Linked DNA regions of Mus musculus: region 2 is linked to region 1. A link is a contact called in public HiChIP or PLAC-seq data. All regions are on one chromosome and are shown on one strand. Each heading gives the region's core, a stretch centred on a gene start, on an enhancer-like site or on the middle of the called end of the contact. The rest is flanking DNA. Distances are from core to core; before and after follow the strand shown. Region 1 has its middle 25 kb from the start of Tomm5. Region 2 holds the start of Frmpd1 (FERM and PDZ domain containing 1).

Region 1 (3,925 bases), core at 406-2,905:
AATCAAAACTCTTAAAGCTTATAATTAACCAATCAGATTTATATATCAATAAATTTTCAATTTACAAGATGCCAATACAATAATTTCAGAGCCAGTTGATAATGATAAAAGCTTTATCCCAATTATTCCAATCTTATGATCATAACTACTTGTGACTGGCTAAAGCCACACTAGAGTCTGGTGAGATGGCTCAGTGGGTAAGAGCAATGACTATTCTACTAAAGGTCCCGAGTTCAGGTCTCAGCAATGACATGGTGGTTCATAACCACCCGTAATGAGATCTGACACCCTCTTCTAGTGTGTCTGAAGACAGCTGCAGTGTACTTAATTATAATAATAAATTAATCTTTGGGCCAGAGTGAGCAGGGACTGAGCAAGTGGGGACAGAGTAAGCAGAGGTCCTAAAAATTCAATTCCCAACAACCACATGAAGGCTCACAATCATCTGTGCAGCTACAGTGTGCTCATGTACGTAAAATAAAATAAATAAATCTTTAAAGCCATGTTGGTTCACATCTGCCGCCATCTTCCTTTTTTCTCCCTCTTTCTCTCTCTGATGTTCCCTGTCCCTGCAACTCTTAGCTCTGCCTCCCTTTTTCCTGTCCAATCACAGGCCTCCTGCTGCCCTAATGTAATTGGACAGGGAAAATTCTGCAACACTGACTGTTTGATTATTGATTATTTACTACATGTAAGGCATTGCCCTAAGGGATAGAGGACCCTAAATATGACCTAGGCAAGTTCTGAGCTTTACAGTGATTCTGTTTGAGATGAGATCCATCTAACCATCCCACATTCATCCATTCTCCATCCATTCATTCATCCTACACCAATCCATCCTGTATCCATCCATTCATTCATTCATTCATTCATCCATCCTCCATCCATTCATCCTACACCTATCCATCCTGCATCCGTCCAATGAGTGCCGCTGCTCTCATAAACAGATACACACTAAGCATCTATTATGTGGCATCCTCATAGCACCAGGGATACAGCAATTGAAAAGACAAAGATTTGGGGCTGGCGAGATGGCTCAGTGGTTAAGAGCACTGGCTGCTCTTCCAAAGGTCCCGAGTTCAATCCCAGCAACCACATGGTGGCTCACAACCATCTGTAATGAGATCTGATGCCCTCTTCTGGTGTGTCTGAGGACAGGGACAGTGGACTCACATACATAAAATAAACAGAGGCGGATAATATTAGCAGTGAGACTTCCTAAACCATGATGTTAAAGTTTTCTTTGAGAATGAAGTTAGGACATTAGCTTGAAACAAATAAATGATATTGTCAAATAGGGGTGTGGCTATGACTAAGAAAGCTGAAATACAGCAAACTGTATTCTACGTTGAGAGCTGTTAGAGTGTGTGTGTGGGGGGGGTGTCCTGCCTGTACTAGAGAACAGTAGGAGGGAAGAGGCTGTAAATGTGTTCCTGGTATTTATCAGATGAAGGGCAGCAGGCACTGAGTGAGCTCACTGACACAGGCCACTGGGAGCATTCAGCTCTCGCTCTTTCTCTCATGCTCTCTCTCTCACGGCTCCCGCTTCTCTCTGGGCTGACTCCCCCCGGAATTTGTCCCAGTGGTCCTGGGAAAGGCTCTTCTGTCAGCTCACAGTACTGTGCACACTATGTGTCATGACACTGTCACAGCTGGGGTTTATTGACTCTTTGGTGTCTGACTTCCCTCCTAGGCAGTAGCTACATGAAGAAAGAGGCTCTGCCTGTCTTTTCTGCCTTTGGATCTCATTTCCTGGTACTTACAGGCATTCAGGAAATAACTGTTAAATGACTGAATGAGTAAACCAAAGGCCCAATGAATCTGACTTTCCAGGAAGATTTCCCTATAAAAGAAGAATGTTCTGAACAGAACAGGGGCTTTTATTTCTGAAGCTCTTAGGGACTTACATCTTCACAGCAGCACTTGAACACAAGATAGAAAATACAAGTGCTGGTTGGGTTTTTTTATTTGTTTGTTTTTTGTTTTTCAACTTGATACAAGCTAGAGTCATCTGACAGGATAGGACCTTAATTGAGAAAATGTCCCCATCACATTGGCCTATAGGCCAGTCTGTAGGGCATTTTCTTCTTCTTCTTCTTCTTCTTCTTTTTTTTTTTTTGAGACAGGGTTTCTCTGCATAGCCCTGGCTGTCCTGGAACTCACTTTGTAGACCAGGCTGGCCTCGAACTCAGAAATCCGCCTGCCTCTGCCTCCCGAGTGCTGGGATTAAAGGCATGCGCCACCACGCCCGGCCTTATTTTCTTCATTTCTTGTTGATGGAAGAGAACCTATCCCATTTTGTGCCATCCCCAGGTGGGTGGTCCTAGGTTGTACAAAATAGCAGGCTGAGCAAGTCTAGGGGAGCAAGCCAGGGAACGGCACCTCTGTGGCCTTTGCTTCAGTGCCTGCCTCCAAGATCCTGCCTTGAGCACCTGCCCCAGCTTCCCTCGGTGACTGACAGACTGTGGGCTATAAGGACTGTGGGCTATAAGGACTGTGGGCTATAAGGACTGTGGGCTATAAGGACTGTGGGCTATAAGAACTGTGGGCTATAAGATGAAATAAACCCTTTCCTCCTCAAGGTGCTTTTGGTCCCCGAAAACTAGGACAGCGACTGAACAGGAGCTGAGGGATTTTGGAAATGGAACAATTATGGATATGGCTGAGCAGGCACCCACCCTAAGCCTTGAATTGAACATGGCTGCCGTGCAGGGCTGAGGAGGGAGGGGGAAGGAGTTCTAGGCATGGATGAACAAAGAAACCAAGTCCAGAACTTAGTGTGCAGATGAGCTATTGGCAGACCATGTTGGGGAAGGTATGCTGAGATTTCTAGGCTCTGGTTCACTATGGAGGAAATCCCTGAATTGTATCGGGAAGGGAAGGTTCACTTCTGTCATGTCCCCCCGAAAATAGTGTGGGTGATGGCAAGGGCCGAATGACCCCAGGGAAAGGCCGGTCGGAATGGCCTCCCAAAGGCCTCCCAGTGGCTATCACTTCAGCAGCCTCACAGGATCCAGATGCTGGCTTTTTGCCCTGGAAACGCAGGAATGCCATCCATCAGTACTAAGCAGTCTAGGCTTCCTGCTGTCCATGACCTGGACAACAGCTTCCCAAAGGCAAAGGAAAATTTGATTGCTGAAGATATCAGATGCTCCTGTGTTAGGCATTCTGGCCCCGTAGGCAGGTCACGTGAAAGCTCCTCCCCTAACCACTGGTCAGCTTGCCAAGTCACAGTAAGAAACTACAACTGAGGGAGGACTCCCACCCCCAGTGGCTCATACATTCACGTCCTGTAGGTGGATCTAAAGCCATAGTTTGAGAATTAGAACTATAATTAGTTTGCTTGGTAAATTTGGATTAAGACAAGGGGGAAATATTGAAAAAATGTTTTGAGGTATCTGGCTTACATCTCTATAACAGGAAGATACCTCAGAATCTCCTCAGCCTCCATCTTCAGCGACTTCAGAACTCAGCCGCTCTGCCATGGGATCTGCTGAGCATGGCTTGTCTGACTACCTCACGCTCTTGTGGTTAGTCGGCTTCCTTCTAAATGAGCCTGCCTTCAGATTTCATTGGCTTCTCAGTCTAAGGACTACTGTTTCTTTAAGGCGACTTAGCTGATCTTTGCTCTAATCCATTACGTGGTGATGCCCTAGTTTAACTCTCAGAGGACAATCTCATTTCTGATTCTTTCAGAATCACTCACTGAAGCTAACTGCTAACACTCTACCGTCTGGAGATTCTGGGGCCCTCTGAGCCCCAAGTGGCTTAGGACAATCTTACTTAACATTCTCAGAATTTTACAAACTTTGCTGATCATATCCCATTCTGTTCATTTGTATTTTTGTAATTAAAACACTCATATCTGTTATTTTATCCTGTCTCCTCCTTCTCTTCCTCCTCCCTCTTGTGAGACAGGCCTAGA
Region 2 (4,155 bases), core at 484-2,983, 52 kb after region 1:
AGATGTAGGGAGAAACAGTGCAGCAGGCTGTCAGGGATGAGCGTGCAGGGGGGCATCCCACGCAGAGCAGAGCCTCTGAAGCCAATGACGGCCCTGTGTGAAACATTATCGACCCAGGCAGCTAGGAAACTGTGAGGGACAGGATCTGACCTGATGGGAAATTTTTGTTCTTGCTGACAACAGGGCTGGGTTCTTATTTTCCTGTGTGACAAGTGCCCCATTGGTGTTTAATCTGGATTGTGCACATAATCTCCATCCACGGTACAGTCTTTCAGTTTACTGTAAATCGTCAGTTCATAAGCTATTGCGAAATATATTTAATTTTCTTAAAGCTGACTTTATACCCACCATGCTTCTGTATCTTCCGTTTCTTCCCACTTCCCCCAGTGGTGCTAACCCTGGGTCCTACTACTGGAGGCTAGGGACCTGGTGGGTGCTGGAGTTTCTGTCTTCATCAGGCCAAGGGCTGACCTGTTGCTTTGCCCACTTGTCACTGGATTAAGGATCTTGTCTGTGCTCATTTGATTCCCAGAGTGGTCTAATTTGATAATCTGGTGGCAACAAGATTGCCACCTTCTATCCTTAAAACTCCTCCTCCCATGATAGCTAAGGATAGCACGGAATACTGACCAGGAACTGCCTCCTCTAACTCTTCAATTCTGCTCCCTTTCTGCTCCTGTTTCAGTGAAAGCTGCGATATCCTGAGAGCTTTGTTCTGGTCCTCTGGAATGCTTTCCCACACTCTAGTTGGCCAACTCCAGTTGTTGTTCAGAGGCACCCCCTTCAGTAGGCGGGATGGTGCTACGGGCACCGGATCAGCACTTTATTCAATCGGCTAGACTGTACTAGGAAACAGTACCAGGTTTTTCTGGAGGCCACTTCTCCAGTGTCTAGCACAGCGTAAGCCTGGGGGTGTAGCTATTCCATCTTAAGAGACTTGCATGGGGAAAGAGGTGGTAGAATTGTAACATGGGAACTGGGTTACTCGGCTTGGGGGGTGGGGGCGGGGATCAGAAGGGGCATGGGTGCAGAGCCCCAGGGTATCTCAGTAGTTTAAGGCTTCTAGATCTTCCGAGCCCCCTCCCCCAGAACAGAAGGATTGGGGGACTATGACTTCTCAGGGCAGAGACGGGGTAGTGGTCAACAGTGCCTAAAGTGAGCCCACTCTCTTCCACTGCCCTCAGCAGGAGAGACTGGGGAGGCAAGGACTGGGAGACAAGGGAAGTATAAAGATCCTCTGTGTTCCCCAGGGTCTCCTACCGCGGGGTAAGAAAGCTGGGAAGCCAGAGCTTAGAAGGGGGGTCATTCCGAGTTCCAGCTTAGGCTGCTGGCCTGGGTGACCTTGGGGTGTCCCTTTCCCCTCCCAGCCTCAGTGTTCCCGTGGGGACGCTGCGTATCCCCCGGCGGGTGAGTTGGGGAAGGCCAGCCGAGGCAGGGCCTGGGTGGGAGCAGGACCGCCCACTGCGACGGCCCAGGACCTCAGGAGCCCGCGTGGGCGGTGCGTGGGGCTCCTCCCCCGGGGCGGGGGTCGCGGCGCCGGCAGCTGGTGGCCCCGCAGCTGCAGCCTCAGCACCTGCCGCCGCCAGACGGCGCGGGCGCAGCCGGGCCCGGCCTCTCCCCCCTCGGGCTGCAGCCGCGGCGCGGGAGGCGGAGCCGGAGCCGAGCCGGAGCCCAAGCCGAGCCGCTGCCCGAGCCCGGCCGGCTACCGTGGCCGCCGCTGGGCGGGGCGCCCCAGCTACTGCTCCCGCCGGCTCCGCGTGCACGCGGGCGGCGCCTCCTCCTCAGGTAAGGGCGAGGCCCCCCGCGCCGCCGCAAAGTTTTGGGGATACCTGGATCCCCACAGCCCAGGCCTGCGTCTCTGGGAGCTGCTCCTTGGCTTCTTCCGCGCCGCCCTCCACGCTGCGCTCCCGGGTGACCCGCTCCACTCCTCGTGTCCCCTCTCCCGGCGTCCGTGGCGTGGCCGCCAGCTTGCTTGGGACCTGCAACGGTTAACTCTGTGCATGGGATCCGTGTGCCTTAAGTTTCCGAGGTCTGCACGGTGTAGTTGTGGGAGGAGCGACCAGCCGCGAGGCAGCCCTGGGTTCAGGTGCGGCCGCAGCCAGCGCCAACTTTCTGAGTGACCTCAGATGAGCCCTGCCTGTCCGGTCTCCACTGCCATACCTGCACCAGAGTGGGTTGAGCTGTTCGCCCGGACGATCGGCTGAAGCGTCACGCTTGTATTGCTCTGTTTTGAGTGGGGGGGGGGGTGCCCGAGAGTGTGTCAGCTCCAGAGCTCATGGGGAGTGGAGAGGAATGTTGAAGACCTACAGAAGTCTGTATTGGTGGGGAGGGACAGGTCGCGTCCCTAACCCGCAGCAGCCTTGACTGAGCTTAAGGATGGGTGTGGCAATGGCCTCTGGAAATGGAGTAGCTGCAAGGGCTAGGTGTCCCAGAGCCATCCTGGCTGTGTGACCTTGGGCAAGTCCACATTTTGAGGCTGGTTTTGGTGCCTCTAAGGTAGGGTGAAAGTAGTGAGATGTTCTTTGAGGTCAGTTACTATAAAACTCTACAGAAGGGGAGTCTCTGAGCTCTGGTTTGCAGGGTCAGTTTGGGTGGAGCCATTAATCCATCAAGAATCTATCCAGCACTTACAAATTGGTGTTTGGAAAAAATAAAGGAAGCATTTGGGGTTTGCTCTAGGAGTCTCAAAATAGACATGGCAAGGGTTGGTGAGAGCGCGCCTTGCTTACTCCGGTGCATTGGCCGTCATAAAATATTCAACGACATAATGATTTGTTTTCAAAGTGGCTTATAGATCAGGAAATGTTTCTGTTTGTGAGGTGGTTATTTATTTATTTATTATTTTTTTGCCAAAACCTCTCAAAATTGAGGGGGGAAGATAATGCCCTGTTGTAGGGCCCTGAAGGAGGCTAGTGGATGCTTAATTCCAGTCTAAGGGGAGGCTGAGATGTTTTACAGTTCTGGTTATGGAGACTCGCTCTAAATCAGGAGTCCTCCGGTGGGTGTTGCGTGTCCATGTCCATGGGGCTGCAGAGGCCCACAGTTCAGAAAAGACGTGTCTTGACTTCCGGGATAGGTGAATTCTGGTGTAGCCGGAGCGAAGTTGAGAACGAGATACCTGAGCGTGTGTGATAGAAGGTGAGATTTGTCCCACTGCCCAGTATCTTGTGCTGCAATTAGTGCGCCCCAGTGAGAAACATCTCGTGGAAGCAGTTTTGTTTGATTTCCTTCCTAGACATGCTGGTTTTCGGTTTCAGGCTTTCGGAAGTCAGAAGTCTGGGGAGAGGGAGTTTTGTGACAGGGTGGGGTTGTGATACCTGCGTTTGCCTTTCCCAAGTGCCACTTGGAATTGGAGGCTCACTTGGCCCTGCCCCCAGAGGCATTCAAACACAAGCGTGACTCTCTTCATCATCTAGTGCTTGGTTCTCATGGAAAGAGATGAGGAAAACTACTGACAGGGTTCTCTGCTGCGTGGGCTAAGGGTCTCAGGAGGAGTAGAGACTTAGACCATGGGGCTTCTGGTCATCCCTTGGGGCTTGTGCAAACTGTGAATTCCAGCTGGAGAATTGGAGGAGCTGCCCCCCAGGAAGGTAGAAGGAAGGCAAGGGTCTCAGCAGGGAGGTCATTTTCATGGAAAGGAACTGGATGACCACTGGCTAGTAAAGTTCAGGTCAGCAAGGAGCATGGAATCCAGTGGAAGTGCAGAGCAGGCAGAGCCCTCTGAGAGCAGAAGATAGGCAGAAGTGCCTTGGTCTCCGCTTGGGATTTGGGTCCTCTGAGTTTCACTCTTCTCATTTATCAAAGGAAATTAAAGATAATTGTCAATGCACAAGATAGATCATAGGTAGAAGCGTCTATCATGGTGTTTGTATATAATAGGCATTTGGTCAGAATTGGATCCCTCTGTAGTGTGTTCATGGGCAGCGAGTTCGGTGTGTTGCTGTGCACTCGTGGAATATAAAAATGGTGTCTTTGTCTTAGTTTCTGCCTTGACTTAGAACCTTCCTACCAGGGCTGTGACAGCATGTTCATTCTCAGGGAACCTCCTGGTCCCAGAGATGGGCACTTGTTATCTGGAGGGGGCTCCAATCTGATACGGACATGAACAGCTTCCAGTGTCCTGTAAATACTAAACGTGGTGGAGGTTGCAGATGG

What was found. HiChIP or PLAC-seq counts read pairs in DNA pulled down with a chosen protein or histone mark.
Region 2: a contact with region 1 is called in an HNF4G HiChIP or PLAC-seq map of pancreatic cancer cells, with 5 times the contacts expected there. The contact joins the promoter of Frmpd1 here to the enhancer-like site in region 1. A contact is called at or near these places in 2 of 484 Hi-C or Micro-C datasets (immediate neuronal precursor and myocytes), 5 of 115 datasets of contacts at active chromatin or transcription factors (bone marrow-derived macrophages, embryonic stem cells, pancreatic cancer cells and 1 more) and 3 of 9 other capture datasets (adipose tissue, liver and pancreatic islet).

What each region holds. Positions count from the first base shown.
Region 1 is chr4:45,131,611-45,135,535 of GRCm38.p6, forward strand. No RefSeq gene overlaps it. Among named protein-coding and RNA genes, the nearest start is that of Tomm5, 25 kb to the left of the region's middle. Within about 2 kb of position 1,656, at least 9 of the 459 cell types and tissues checked have an H3K27ac peak or open chromatin away from gene starts, as enhancers often do. A contact at or near this core is called in adipose tissue, pancreatic cancer cells and trophoblast stem cells, where this site is marked.
Region 2 is chr4:45,183,173-45,187,327 of GRCm38.p6, forward strand. It overlaps Frmpd1 (FERM and PDZ domain containing 1), which reads left to right and starts at 1,734. Exons shown (of 16, transcript NM_001081172.2): 1 at 1,734-1,785.